Linked DNA regions of Zea mays: regions 2 and 3 are each linked to region 1. The links are chromatin contacts, called in public Hi-C maps. All regions are on one chromosome and are shown on one strand. The core of a region is the stretch at or near the end of the contact, and the rest is flanking DNA. Distances in the headings are between cores, read along the strand shown.

What was found. Hi-C and Micro-C count contacts between places; a contact is called where the count stands out from the background.
Region 2: a contact with region 1 is called in a Hi-C map of tassel, with 3 times the contacts expected there. The contact joins the promoter of LOC103626393 here to the promoter of LOC100217120 in region 1. A contact is called at or near these places in 3 of 25 Hi-C or Micro-C datasets (ear, leaf and tassel).
Region 3: a Hi-C map of leaf mesophyll shows a contact between it and region 1, with 5 times the contacts expected there. The contact joins the promoter of LOC100275318 here to the promoter of LOC100217120 in region 1. A contact is called at or near these places in 4 of 25 Hi-C or Micro-C datasets (bundle sheath, ear, leaf and 1 more).

The regions. Positions count from the first base shown.
Region 1 is chr5:57,606,762-57,611,813 of Zm-B73-REFERENCE-NAM-5.0, reverse strand. LOC100217120 (disease resistance analog PIC11) reads left to right here and starts at 2,526. Exons shown (of 3, transcript NM_001359620.1): 1 at 2,526-3,012; 2 at 3,115-5,052. The coding sequence starts at 3,176. LOC100279372 (putative SERRATE-related C2H2 zinc-finger family protein) reads left to right here. Exons shown (of 12, transcript NM_001152388.1): 10 at 615-850; 11 at 938-1,132; 12 at 1,313-1,659. The coding sequence ends at 1,373.
Region 2 is chr5:56,966,513-56,971,564 of Zm-B73-REFERENCE-NAM-5.0, reverse strand. It overlaps LOC103626393 (E3 ubiquitin-protein ligase BRE1-like 1), which reads right to left and starts at 2,843. Exons shown (of 21, transcript NM_001346887.1): 1 at 2,709-2,843; 2 at 265-392; 3 at 1-156. The coding sequence starts at 54.
Region 3 is chr5:58,213,293-58,218,344 of Zm-B73-REFERENCE-NAM-5.0, reverse strand. LOC100275318 reads left to right here and starts at 2,457. Exons shown (of 1, transcript NM_001175028.1): 1 at 2,457-3,512. The coding sequence starts at 2,572. The coding sequence ends at 3,189.

The DNA.
Region 1 (5,052 bases), core at 1,277-3,776:
ATGTGTCTGGTCATAATGATTAACACACTTCTTCTCTGGGGGATATTCTGTAAATCTATTTCTCTGCTTCACCTATAATTAATTATTTTATGTGTCATTTTGATTTCATTCAACTTAATTTATGTTAGGAGCTTTCTTTTCTTTTTCTTTTGGTGACGAACATTGTATTGTTTATGTCTTTTTGTTATTACTGATCCATTGGATCAGATCTCTAGTGCCATAACATTGCCAATTTTTTAGGGCAAAGCATTATGTCCTTAGGGATGTGGCTGACGTGTCTGCATGTTGTGGATTTTGAATGAATGGCTGACTGCTTACTTGCTTGGGTGAGGGAGTATATGATGGCTTAGCCTTTAGCAGCCTGGGTGGAATTATTATATCTCGCAAAATAACGTAGCTGGATAGTCAATTAATGAGTTGTCAACAGTCTGCCTTTTTGGGATCTTCTGTTAAAAACACGGGAATTCAAATTTGGATCATTATATTTTTGTATGTTTAGTAGATGTGCTGCTAACAAAATGTATCTAATACAGGAGACTGCTGCCAAATTTGATTCTTATTGAAGGGTGAATTGGGCCGACATCTTAATACCTGACCCAACTTCTTATTTTCAGGACAGAGGAAGACGGAGACCTAGCATGGACAGTCGTCTGAAATTTGACCGTGGCAGTAACAGAGACCATGATAAAGCTGATAGAGATGGAGTCAGGTATGGTAGAGGTGACCACTCTCCAAGCCGTGATGGGCCTGATGATCAGATGTTTGATGGTTTCCGCGGACGGCCCTCGAATGCTCCTTTTGTTGCTGAATTCCCAGCTCCACCGATATTGATGCCAGTACCTGGTGCTGGGTAAGTGGAAAGGCATGCATTTCAGCATATTTCAATTGCAATTAGGGACTGCTAAGTGCTAACTACTGTGGCTGCTATTGTTTTCAGTCCCTTGGGCCCATTTGTTCCTGCACCTCCAGAGATAGCGATGCATATGCTGAGAGAGCAAGGGCCACCTCCTCCTTTTGAACCAAATGGCGCACCACATGGCAATGCTGGAATGCTTGGGCCAATGATGGGTGGCCCAGCACCGATTATAGCTATGCCTCCAAATTTCCGCCATGATCCTCGCCGCCTGAGAAGGTTTACCCCCAGTTTCAGAATCTTGTTTTCCTCATGTTTGGGTGCTCTGATGTTCATGCAATTTTGTTGCTGCGAAGGCTAATTATTCTTTTTTGGATGAACTTTAAAAAATGTCGCTGTAGTTTTTAGTGGGATTTTTTTTGGCAACAAAATGCAACTCATACCTGGCTTTGGTTGCAGTTATAACGACCTCGATGCTCCTGATGAGGAAGTCACTGTCCTTGACTACAGAAGCTTGTAGGGTCCAGCACCTCCAGATACCCGTAGTCAAGTTTCCCGTTCCCCCATTGGTGAATTGGGCTTTTTTCTCTTTATGAAGGCAAAAGATGGAAGGTTATGTTCAATTAAACCAATTTTTGGGTCACCTGTAGTCTGTTAGATTCTGTTGTAACTTGAATACTCTGTGGATGCACTGCGGTTGCTACAGTTCTTGTCCAACTTTTTTTTGACACAGTGCTGTAATAAATAGGCGTCTGTTTGGAACCTGGGTGGGGTGGTTGTAGTGAGAGATACGTACTTCGCCACCTTGTTGCAGTCTGCAATGCCCCTTGAACATTTGCTGCAATCCGTGACTTCGTCAGAAGTCAGAACGAAGACTTGGTACTGGGTGTTGAACGGTTTACAAACAATAAGGTCAAAATTCTTATCAACTCGCAATATCTGGACTCAGGTATTGGCAGTGTAGCGAAAGTGTGTAGTACCCATGAACGTGCATGATTTGTTTGTTGTAAAAAATGTAGAAAGAAAAAGCATGTGACAACAACAACAGTCTTCCAATTAAGTGTAGGCTAAAGTTAAAACTCAACAAGTGTTGTTTTTTCATTCATTTCTAACTAAAGTTTAGATACGTGGACAATTATTGCTTTACATTTATTTATTTCTACTCAAAGCTAATTCAGTAAGCGTATGCTAAAGTCAAAACTCAACAAGTATAAACTATGAGTCGAAATTCTTTGGAAGAATAAATCAAAGTTTAAATACGTGGTTAGTTGTTTTTCTTATTCATTTCTAATACGTGAATGGTTGTTGTTTTATATTTATTTCTATTTAAATCATTTTTATCTAAAACTAGATGTATATTTAGAAACAAAAAAAATCAAGTGATGCTACGATCAAATCCAAAATATAAGGGGTGTAATCAGATCAGACGTAGACGGATAATACTTGTTTCATATTTGTTTTTATATTTCTTTTTGAATTCGGATCGGATATAAATATTATTAAGTTGAGATAAAATTTAAATGAATAACATCTTAAATAGGCAACTTTAAGAATACGAATGATAAAGAGTGGATACAAAGTATCGATCGGCCTTTTTTAAATGGATCGAATTTGAATACCAAAGAATAATATCTCTACTATTTACATCCCTAAAAGTATATTTGTAATGCTATTATTTGAAAGACTGTTATTTGGCCTTCTTAACTATCTATTGCCTTGGTCTTATTTATTTGCCGGCTTTTTCTCCATTGGTTCTCGTCTGGCTAGCTAAGTCCGCACGCTTTCTTTCCTTGTTTCTCCAAGCCCCCGCCCCCTCCCCGAGCTATGATACCAACCGTACAGGCAGATATTGTAGATAGATTGCCCCTCATGTCTCGCGCGCTTGCGATTAGTGTTATCAACCCGTAGGAGCAGCAGGAGGCCAGGAGCTTATGTGCCTTCTTGTACGCTGCCATCTGTCATGTGACCAATTCGTCGAGCATCCTATAGGCATCGGGCAATGCCAAATCCTGGGCAGTTGATCCAGCGTCCTTGTTGTTTTCCTGATGAATTCGGCTGCTGGTGTTAGCTATTGAACCTCGTTCTTTCCCCTCACACACTGATGAAACCCGAAGTCTCCTGTTGCTAGTCGGACAGCGCGCGCGGCGGCTGTTTTTCTTGTTAGTTACCATCTCATGTTACCTCATCTTACTTCCGTTTCCAGCAAAAATCCATGTGATGTTTCGACTAATCTACCGTTTGTGTGCTTCAAACTGTTGCAGGGTTATCTCTTGATTCTTGGTTGGAAATATACCATACAGCAGTAAGGAGAAGTCAGCGAATATGGCAGACGCGCTGTTTGTTGTTCTCAGGAAAGTTGCCCTTTCCCTGGGAGAAGGCGCGCTGGTGAAGATTGGCACGGACGTGGTCGAGGCAGCGCCCATCTTGACAGATTTTGAGCATGGCATGCGACAAACCGAGGGCGAGCTCTTGGTCCTGCAGGCCTTTATCGGGCAGGTCCGGGCGCAGAAGGCCGGTGACAAGGCGTTCGGCGCATGGTTGGACCAGGTTAGAGATGTCGCCCATGAGGTAGAAGATATCGTTGACGAGTATGCTTACCTTACCACGCAAGCCATGGATGCAAGCAGCTTCTTCAAGAGAAAGTTCCATCAGGTGAAGAACTTTGCAGCGTGGCAGAAGCTACCGATCCGGATCAGTCAAGTGGAAGCTCGGGTCCGGAGGCTGTCCGAAATGAGGAGCCGGTATGGGATTTCGGTAGGCGAACAAGACAGGGGTAGCAAGTTACAGCAATCCAATCAGTTCTCTGCGTCAGATTTTGCTTACCTAACTGATGATTCTGAAATAGTAGGGCATGGCGAGGAAATCGAGAGACTGACACAGTGGCTGCTTGAGGAGAATCAGGACCGAACTCTGATAGCCATCTTTGGTATGGGTGGTCTAGGTAAAACTACTGTTGCAAGCAGTGTCTACAAGAACCAAAAGATCAGGAGAACTTTTGATTGCCATGCATGGGTCACGGTATCTCAGACTTACCAAGCTGAAGAGCTTCTGAGAGAAATCATGAACCAGTTAATAGAGCAGAGAGCAAGTTTGGCAAGTGGCTTCATGACCATGAGTCGCATGAGATTAGTTGAGATGATACAGAACTATTTGCGGGACAAAAAATATTTTATTGTCTTGGATGATGTATGGGATAAAGATGCTTGGTTGTTTCTGAACTATGCATTTGCCAGAAACAATTGTGGAAGTAAAGTGCTGATAACAACCCGGAGAAAAGATGTGTATTCTTTGGCAGTTCACAGTCATGTAATTGAACTTAAAACTCTTAACTATGCTGAATCATGGGAACTCTTCTGCAAAAAAGCATTTTTTGCATTGGAGGGCAACATATGCCCTAAGAATCTCACGTCTTTGGTGGAGAAAGTCGTTGATAAGTGTCAAGGATTGCCATTGGCTATCATAGCCATCGGAAGGATTCTATCATGCCATGGATTAGATGAATGGGAGTGGGCATTTTTCTACAACCAACTTAATTGGCAGTTAGCTAACAATTCAGAGCTAAGCTGGATCTCTACTGTCTTGAATCTGAGCTTGGATGATCTCCCAAGTCATCTGAGGAGCTGCTTTCTATACTGCAGCCTATTTCCTGAAGATCACTTTATTAAAAGAAAACAGATAGCCAAGTTATGGATTGCGGAAGGTCTTGTGGATGAGAGAGGGGATGGGACAACAATGGAGGAAGTTGCTGAGCATTACCTTGCAGAGCTAACTCACCGTTCTCTTCTTCAGGTCATAGAAAGAAATGCAAGCGGAAGGCCAAGAACGTTTGTTATGCATGATCTTGTGCGGGAAGTGACCTCAATAACCGCTGAAAAGGAAAAGTTCGCGGTGATACATGGCCATGTTGGTACAACCCAAGTTTCCCATGATGCGCGCCGCTTGTGCATCCAAAAAAGTGCAGATTCTCAAAACTCTTTAGCAAATTCACATCTTCGATCATTCATTTTATTTGACAATTTAGTACCGTCTTCCTGGATAAATGATGTCTCATCACGTTTCAGACTGCTGAGGGTCTTAGGCCTAAGATTTACTAATATTGAACAAATGCCGTGCGGGGTCACAGAACTGTATAACTTGCGTTATCTGGATATTTCGTACACAAAAGTCAAGCAGATACCGGCATCATTCAGAAAACTCAT
Region 2 (5,052 bases), core at 1,594-4,093, 640 kb after region 1:
CGGACGAGACATAGCAATGTTTCTGGGATCTTGCACGTGGAGGCAAGTTGACATTCAGCTAAGCTTGAACTGCCTAAGATTTGTTATGATTTGAGAAAGGAAAGTACATAAGTATGAACTCTTGGAGCGCCAACAAAATCTGTTTCCAACCAGTGCCTGTGCATGGTGATGTAGAGTGTTAAGAGCACTTATTTGTCTTAGACCTTAGAGAGGTACATGATCTTATAGTATGTTCAAGGAACTGACAAGATGCACATAATTTACCTATCTTCAAGAGGCGTGCCACGTGCCTCCGTTTGGGCACCACAATTCATCATCCACCTGGACAGCACTGTCTAAACCATGTGGTCATAGGATGCTGGGACGTAGAGTGGCAATATCTAGAGTTTGATCTGTAACATGATTCGGATTAAAAACATGGTATTAATTAATTGGTCTCATTAGCAGACATGATTTACAAAACAAAAAGTACAGCTACAGCATTTTTCCTTCTCTGAGCACCATTGGTGCTTTGTTGGAACTTTAAAATGTTTATTAACATGCAAGAAAACCCTGTGTTGGGACAGAACATACAACAAGATAAATAGAAATGTGCTGATTGAGGCAGTTTCTAGATTTCACATAGCAGATAAATTACATCTGAACCCAATGAATATTGGTATGCATTCAAAGACAAAATGAAACACTGCAATTTAATCCAAACTGTATCTTCTAGCAGACTCATGGCCTAGGTTACGTCAAAAGTTCAATAATCTTTACCAAGAATATAGCATTTGGTTCTATACACTTATAGATACCTGAATATTATAAAAGGGCAGACCAGGCTCCAACATAAGTGGGGTCTAGGGAAGGGATAAACCAAGGAGAGCCTTCCCCCGCAAATGCGGAGATACCTGAATATTATATTGTGCCTAAATCCTCCGATGTTTATCATTTTATAGTATTCAGGTGGATGAATACCTGAATATTATATTGTGCCTAAATACCTGAATTTCTAATTCTGCTTACCCTCTCCTCTCCTCTATGCGGCTTATATAGTCCTGCGGTCCTGCCACCTAGCACCCCCCCTCTTTAGCCGGCTGTTGGGATATCCGTGGGCGCCTATGCTGATACGTACAGCAGACAAAAAGCATCAATAACAAGGATCAAAGTACAGGGCTCTGGTAACATTATTAGACATGTGTTCCTCCTCTCCAATAGCCACAGCAGGTTCACAAGTTGAAGCACTCCAGCTGGCAACCGAGTCAAAATCTCTTATAGGTTGGGCCGCCTCGACTCGTGGGGCAGATTACGGGCAATTAGCGCTCGGCATCAAGGCTGCTTCCAACTCAGGTCGTAATTCTTCATGATAGGTCGATGTATATCCTTTCCATGCCCCTTTGCATCCACCATGCCTCCAAGCCGGCAAGCCAGGGAACCCAAGGTGCTAGCCATGCAACCATGCAGCGCATGCAAAGGGACCGAAACAGCTGCCCTGAATTTCACGGCCACATCCATGATAGGCAAGGCACAGCCAGCTGCATGCACCAACGGACCCTGTGGCTGGAATCATGGGGTGTTACAAGATACCAAGATGTTTGTTTAGAATGTCGCCATCTACACCGCGACGCCAGCTAGGGTTTCAACTCATTGGTCTTGTTGGTGGCAAGCTGTATTTGGAAACATATAAATGGGTGTGTTTCCTTTTTAAGGGCTTCTCGCCTAATTTTGATGACATCATGTGGGGTATTAGAGATGAGGCCCAAGATGTGGGTATGGCAGGAGCCGAGGGGCTCCGTAGCATATGGACATGATGGTCTCTCTTTCTTGGTCACTGGTTTGCACTATTGTCCATTCGGCGAGTCCTTTCCGTATTTATTCTTTTACCCCTACTAAGGGTTGTACAAGTTATCTAGAGCCTTTTTCTTCTTAATATAATAATGCAGAATTCTCCTGCATGTTCGGGGAAAACGGACATTCATCATCCGTTATTTCTGAATTACGTTTCAGGTTCTGGCACATGCTTGCTTTTCCACTTCGATTCGCTTCCGTTACCAAGTAAACCATATCAGGACATAGCTTGCGCTTTTGCACATCTATTGATGTGTCTATGATTCCTTTTGTACTCAAACCTTATATATTGATGATACATAAACTCTGTAACATCCGGCCCACTTGTGAAGTGGTGACACCGCAGCCCAGTCCATGGCCCAAGTCGAGATGCAAGAGTTGATACAAAAGGACATCCAGAACACGACAGGGCATCGAAGAGAATATTCAGAACAGTTTCCAGTCGTCTTCCTCGTGAAGAAGCGGCAAGGCGAGTTTGTCGGAGCCACATTCCTCGTCGACGGCGGCCACAGGACGTGACAAACTCGTCCAGATGTGGAAGTATTCATGGGCGCAGCAACACCAATAGAGACATAATATTTTTAAAACTGAATTCAAAGAATTTTAGAATCTAGTCTTACACAAATGAATCCAACCCTGGGTTTGAGAAAAATCCCACTGGTGACAGCCCTGGGTCCCAAATCCATCCACACCAAATCCATCCACATCGATTTTTTTCATACTCCACAGCGAGTTAGGGTTGGGGCTCACCTTGGGGTAGGGGCGGACCCAATAACTCCACAGCGAGTTAGGGTTGGGCTCACCTTGGGGGCAGGGGCGGGCCCAACAAAAGACATGGGTGTCACCAAGCAGGAAGAGAAGACAAAGAGCGGGCATACCTGGTGTGGTGGGTGCTCGTCGCCGGCAAAGGGTCCGCCCAAGACCTGGGCAGCTGGCGTAGGGCGGCGGCGGTGGTCGCCCTAGGCGAGGTAAACTGGGCTACGGGAGAGAGAAACAGCGAAAACAGTTGTGAACTCCAGTCTCCAGTCTCCACTCAGGAGAGCGAATTCCTCCGGGACTACTATTACAGCTTCTCCACACGCGCTACTGGGCCGATTTGTGTGCGCGTGCAGGTGCAGAACTGCAGACGCTGATGTGCATGACTACTAGGTTGGTTCGTTAGTGAGAGCAGCCCATGAAAATGATTCGTTCTTTCTCCGCTTTCTTTTCCTTTTTTTTCTTTTTTCCATGGCAATTGGTTCTCTTTGTTATATTATTATGTTTTTTGCTTCTTTTGAAATTTGTGTTCTACAGTATGTTATAACCTTTTATTCCATGAGATTTTTTCTCCCAGTCCTTAACATTTTTTCTTGTGGTGTTGGGATGTGTTTTCTCATGACGTTGGAATACAATTTCTTTGTGATTGATGTTAGACAAAATCTCCTAGATATGGAATATTTTAGTCCATGAAGCTGTAGTATTTTTTCTAGTTAAGCTATAACTTTTTTCTTAACATATTATTGTTTAAGTAAAAAAAATTATCTTGTTAAGTTGAGACAGTTTGTTTCTGATCCAGCACACTTTCCCACACCACTTCTCTAGTTTGTACTCACTCAAATTAAAATTTGTTTTAGATAATTAATAAATTCATATAATATTTGATGTATGTGTTTTATATATGTGTCTAGATTTATCATCATTCATTTGAAATAGACATAAAAAACAAGTGACGGTAGAGTCTTAATTTCTTATCTGTACTAACTATTAAGGTTGGATTGTAGACTGCCCTCGCCCTGCAACCGCCGCTCCGCTGCCCGCCGCATCTCACGCTCTGCAAATCCTGCTCGCCTGCCGTTGCTTCTCCTGCACGCCCGCCGCGATGCACGCCTGGCCTACCACACGCACGCCGCCCGCGTGCAGCACTCCCCTGCCTGACGCCTTCGCTCGCCATGCCCTGCCCCCGTTCGCATCCGCCGCGAGATCCCCGCCCTTCCACCCAAACCCTGCCCCACACCTCGTGCCCCCGTCTCCGCTCGTGATGCCCCTGCCCGCCTCACCGTCGTGACAGCCGCATCCACGTCCACCGCGAGATCCCTGCCCTGCCCCTCGAAAACCCGTTGCCGCAGCCCTCCCCGCGTCCCCCCGCCGCTACAGCCGCCGGGTTGGCCTGCGGTGAGGTCACCGCCCCCCAACGAGGTAGGATGACGTGCCCTCGCCCGACGCCCCTGTCCGCCTCACCAAAGTGCCAGCAAGGTAGTCGAGCGCTCTTCCTCCACCCCACGCTCCGCACATGTCGCGGCCCCCGCCCGCCTCACCGCATCACCAGCGAGGTAGTCGAGCGCTCTTCCTCCACCCCACGCTTGCCAACGCCTCCCGTGCGACCAGATGCTGACGCCTTCCCCCTATCTCATCCCCACCCGACGCTCCCGTGTACCGCCTTCCAGGCTCCCACATCGCAGCAAGGTAGGACGCCACCACGCTCTTCCACCACCCCGCGAGGTAGTCGAGGTTGAGCTGCGGCTCTCGTGCAGCGTCCCTGGCATGGGGTTTGTTTCTCCCTCCAAATTATCATTTTTTGTCACGCCAGTCTTTTGTTCAATTCTTTTGGCAGGATTGTCTTCTCTTCACGTTGTATGTGCTGCCCACTCCATTTTATTTTCTTCTCCACAGGTACTGCATGAATTTGTTGTTGCAATTTATATTAGATGCAGTAACCGAATCTCTGGATGTCATTAGCTGATTGACATTAATCTTGTGTCGTGCCATTAGAATAAATGGTATTTAGATAAACATGCTACAACTTTGTTACAGGGATTATAATTCATTCACACAATAGTTGTTGCAGGGCAGATTTCAGGCATAGTCCCTTAATGGGAAGAACATAAGTTCCTTATCTGTAGATAGGATCAGAGGAGGAAGGGCAAGACAAAGAGAAATTTTGATAGAGCTATCATTCTATTCCTTTTAATTAATGATTCGAAATTATATATAGGATATTTGATGGCACTATCATCCCTAATCATCTAAAGTTTTGATAGAACATATTTTTTCATGTAGCGATTAGAATGATTCAACATGTATTCATGCCAAGAACACATGTAAAACTAACACATAGTTTGCATGTGTTTTATTCCCTAATATTCCTGAAGCCTACTTGGATCGCTGGTAAGTAATTTCTGTCCCTGGCATGCTGCTCTACACTGCCCATTGTGAAGTGCATGTTCGTAAGGGGATGTTGCTCTA
Region 3 (5,052 bases), core at 1,208-3,707, 610 kb before region 1:
GGTGTTGGATGCACTTCTGTTGGTGTTGATGAAGAACTGTGATTAATTTAATAATAATACGTACGTACTAAGTTGTACTCCTCCGTCCCAAAATATAACTAGTTTTAGACTAACCATACATCTATTAATTATCTGCATTTATTATTATTCATTGTAACGTGGATAGAAAAAAAAGATGTCCAGAAAAGAACTATATTTTTGGAGGGAGGGAATATAACTTGTAAGCTGCTCTTATCGATGCTGAAACTGGGCCGAATTATAACGCGCGAGAGAAGGAAATCGCTGGAGGACCTTTTGGCCTGGGCTGGAGTTCAAGGGCCCACGAGCGGCGGGTATGGACTTATTGGCCTAGAGCGGAATGGAACCGTGATATGCTAGGCTGGCACCAGCAGGTCCTACTTGCCTTGTATTACTAACTAAATTTTAAAAGACGTTTTACGCGTTTGGCATGGTACTAAATTTTAAAAGACGTTTTACGCGTTTGGTATGGTTCTATTTTATTAGAATATGTTTGGTTTAAGATTAAAGTAGGATGAGCCAAAAGTGATACTGTCCACTAGATTTTTTGGGACCGCGCTATTATTAAAAATTACTTCGGTGCCACAGAGCAGCTCTACTTTAAAATTTTATGTATAGGAGCTTTACTCGGGAGTGTAGATTGATTTCCCATAAGAATGACAGATAAATACTTTCCCCCCCAAACCATGCTAGTTAATTTGTCCACAGCTTGCGTAGTACATGGGGGCCGTATCGCATTGGTATAGCTGTAGCATACGGTAGGACGACGCCCTGCGTTAGGTTGCGAATGTGACGTACAAGCAGCCTGTTAAACTTTCCTATTGGACAAAGGTCAACACCTCATGCTTCCTCTGTATATCTCATTCCTTATACTATATTATAAATTTCACTATCCTATCTCATTCCTTATTCAATATTTCAAATTTCACTCTGTAACAATGTAATATATAAATCAAAATCTCTTATTTTTATTTTACACTACCTTGCTTGCGGTTGCGGACAGCCTAAAGAACGGCAACCACTCTGCGAATGTAATCTAACAGGGGCCTGATTTGGTGAAGTCTCAAGGTTTCAACCGAAGTTGTCGAGGGGACGCGGCTTTGGCCGAGTGAGCGAAATCTTGCCATGTTTTACTGGACCTGAAGTTTGTGACGGTTTGAGTAGAGTTGTTTTTAATTGCCTTTTTGGCCCTTACACATTACATAGCGGGAATGGTAGCTGAAATGCGTCGGCTGCTGGTTCGCGCACGGCGACTTGTTCGTCGTGGTGGGTGCCAAACGTGCCGGCCGGCGATCGCAGTAAAAGCGAGTGATAAGAGAGCCGAGCGTCGGTTGCTCCGTCCGCTGATTTGGCAGCTTGATGCCTGCACGGGGACTCTGAGCCGCATTCGCCACTGGTACGGTGTTGCACTACTCGTCTGAGCCAGCCGGCAGGCGGCCTCCTCTCCCCAAACCGTGTGTCTCCAGCTACATCAACCAATAAATAAAATCGGCGCGTGTTGCACGTACAACAATAACAAGATGCCGTATGGCACCTCTGAGCTCTATCTTGCGTTGTCAACTCTTTATAATTACATTGGATATTTGACGGTTGTTAGGCGCAACTTGCTTAACCTCTATAACTATTAGCGTAAAACTACTTACAATTTAGCGTAAACCACTGTTGTCGACGTTATAGTGGATTAGCGGGCAAAGGATCCACTGTTTCGGACGTAAGAAACGTGCATGATTTGGGGTAGTTGCCGTTTATCTCACTTCGCACGGGCCATTCATTTTTTCACGTAAAACTGGTACAAAAGAAAAATTAAGTTGTGTATAACTCTATATCTATTAGCGTACAACTGCGTACAACTTAGCGTAAACCACTGTCGACGTTATAGCGGATTAGTGGGCAAAGGATCCACTATTTGACAGCATAAACATTTTCTTTTGCATATAAAAACTAACAATCAAATTATAGGTAGAATTGATTCAGTACCGAGCATGGGATAATAAGGCTTGTCCTTATCCATTAACCAATCCATTTGAGGCCATAATTTGCTGCGGTTCCGAAGGCATCCTCTGACCCCCTCCAGTCAGTAGTCTTCACTCTCCAGTCAACCATGAGATAAAGATTAACCCCTCCGGTACTTCGTTTTTTACGCAGTGTAATCCACCAAGCCAGCCTAAAGATTAACCTAACCATGAGATAAAGATTAAGCCCTCCGGTACTCCACTACTCCGTAGTCTCCAGTCCATCCGCCAAGCCAGCCTAATCCACACGCCACGCCACCCCACCGGGGTTAACCAGCGGCGGCCCCCACTGGGCCCCACAGCCGACCGAGTGTCCGAGTCCGACCTCGACCCGCCGGATCCGTCCGTTAGATTCAACGCTGCAAACATCAACTCCCCGCGGAAATAAATAGGCACCCCGCCTCCCCGTTCTCGTCCTCTGCCTCCGCCTGCCTTGCCGCCGCCCAAGTCTCGTCCGTCGTCGTCGCTCCGCTGCCAGTCAGCCGCATCTCCAGCCTCCAGCAGGCAGAGCACCCCCGCTCTCGTCTCCGGAGCCTTCCGGATGGGCTGCATCTTCTCGTCGCCGGGCTCGGCGCGTGCGCTGCGGCCGTGCGCCGGGGTGCGGGTGATCCACACCAACGGGTTCGTGGAGGACTTCGAGGGCCCCGGCGTGGTGACCGTGGCGCACGTGACGCGCTGCCTCGGCGGGCCCGGCGGCCCCGCCTCCGCCGCCAACGCCGCCGGGAAGGGGTACGTGCTGTGCTCGTCGGCGCACCTGCTGCAGCCGGGGCGCGGGCCGTTCCGGCCCGACGACGCGCTGCAGCCGGGAACCGTCTACTTCCTGCTCCCGCAGTCGGTGTTCCAGGCCGAGTCCTCCGCCGTGGACCTCGCGTGCCTCATGAACCGCCTCACGGCGCTCGCCCGCAAGGGCGGCGCCAGCGCCGCGCCCAAGCCCAGCCCGCTCGACGCGCTCTTCGACGCCGCCGCCGCCGCTGCCGCCGCCTCCGGGAGCCACCGCCAGCACAACCAGCAGCGGATGCCAGTGGCTGCGGCGGCGAGGGAGAAGAAGGGTCAGCCCTGGCGGGCGGCGCCGTGGAAGCCCTGCCTCGAGCGCATCGACGAGTCCGTCGGCCGCGCCTCCATGCGCAGCGCGTCCAGCGGCTGCAGCAGCGAGGCCTGATCATTGGCTCCATCTAGTCCCCTTTTCCCTTCTTGTCTTCTGCAGTAGTGCATACAGATGGATGGTTTTGCAGAACTGTGTGTAAAGATCTGTTGCTTTGCCGGTAGTGATTAATTAGATTCATTCAGCGACGTGTTTTCAGATCCCTCCCATCTGCAGCTCTGCTCGGCTGCCGCTTAATCAATCTCTTCCTGTACAAGCTCAGCTCAGCTCAGCTCAGCAAGTGTGCCAACTTGTCCGACTGGTTTTGATTTGTCGTCGGATCGAGACTCGTGGAGCACGAGCACGCAGCGAAGTCGTCAGAGACTCGCGTCTGGTTTCGCACTCAACTTTCCGCTCCGGTCCGGTGTGTCAGTGTGTGTGTGTGTCAGCACTCAGCAACAGCTAGCGGGATTGTTTGGTTTGGTTTGGTTGGTTTGCCTGCGAGATAAAAGTATTTTGTTGGTTCATACGACCGATCTTACACTGATGATGTCTCCGGCCGCCACCTACCTCTGACGTGTGACCGCCCGCCAGATCTCATCTCCATGATCCCATCACGCCAGCGGCCAGTCCTCCGCTGCCTTCACTTTTCCAGCTCCACCTCGCAGTGGGGCAAAGGGGACCCGCTTTTGTTGACAGCAGCGCCATCCTTCCACCCCGCGCAGGCTGTCAGTCCGTACGCTTTCGTTAGGCTGATGTGATCTACTAGTACACTGAATAGTGTACACTGTTTTAGCACTACACCAATCAGATAGAACATTGAACGATCAGACAGAACACTCCACGTTTAGGCTATCCGCACTCATACTATTCTAAATTTCTACTCTAAAAGGAATATTCTATCCCCGTCAGCAAGATTATCTACTCTATACCACAATTCTCTGCGGTCGTTTTTACTCTATATCTCAACTCTATACCAACAATCATTTTTTTATTATTTTTTTCCATTCTCTCCTTCCATCACTGTTGTTTTATTCTCTCCTCACACCTCCCAAGACACACACAGACAGCTTTCGAGTACGAGAGAGAGCGACTCTGCAGTTAGCGTTTTTCTATCCCTCCCTAAATTCCCAGTGGCCGAACGAGTGAGCGGCTGCAGGCTGATTCAACTCTATCCGCTACTCTATCCTTTAGAGTACCCTTTCGAGCATGCGACTGCGGACAGCCTTAGAGATGTTTGAATGCCCTATGAATAATAGTTAGAGATAATAGTTAGTTGGTCAAAAAGTGCTACTAGAATTAGCTAGCTAACAAATAGCTAACTAACTATTAGCTCTACAAAGACAGATTCACATCGAACGTAAAACCATGTTAGACCTATCCTTCTTGCCAAAAACAAAGTAAATATTCTTTTTTTCATTGGGTAGTACTCCCTCCTATATATATGCGCGCCTGTGAAACTCGCTCTTCGAGCCTATTTTACGTGGTCCTCTTTATTTCTTCGGTTATTCCTATGTCATATAGCTCGAACAAAATTAAAAAAAAAGTTGTGAAGAATTTTAACTTGACATAGATTTAAACAGCGTTTCCGTCTGTTTGTTCACCGGTTTTGTACTGGCACCGACGCACCGTGTGTCGTGTGCCTAAATCCGTACCCACCACCACCACCTCCTCCTCCGTGCAAGTCCCCGCGGATGCCAAAAGATTACATTACTAATATTTATATCTTTAGATAAGTCTACCGCATAAAACATATTCGGCAAGGTACTCATTATATAATCTAAGTATTAATATTTTTAATATATCTGAGCTGATGATACTTGATTTTGGTAGGAAGCGAGAAACCGACAGTCTCTTTTAAGCCAAGAAGAGGGGAGGGGAGCACGCTAAAATAGGTGGCACATTTGTATTGGACAGTCTAAGATATTGTTCGGTTGCGTT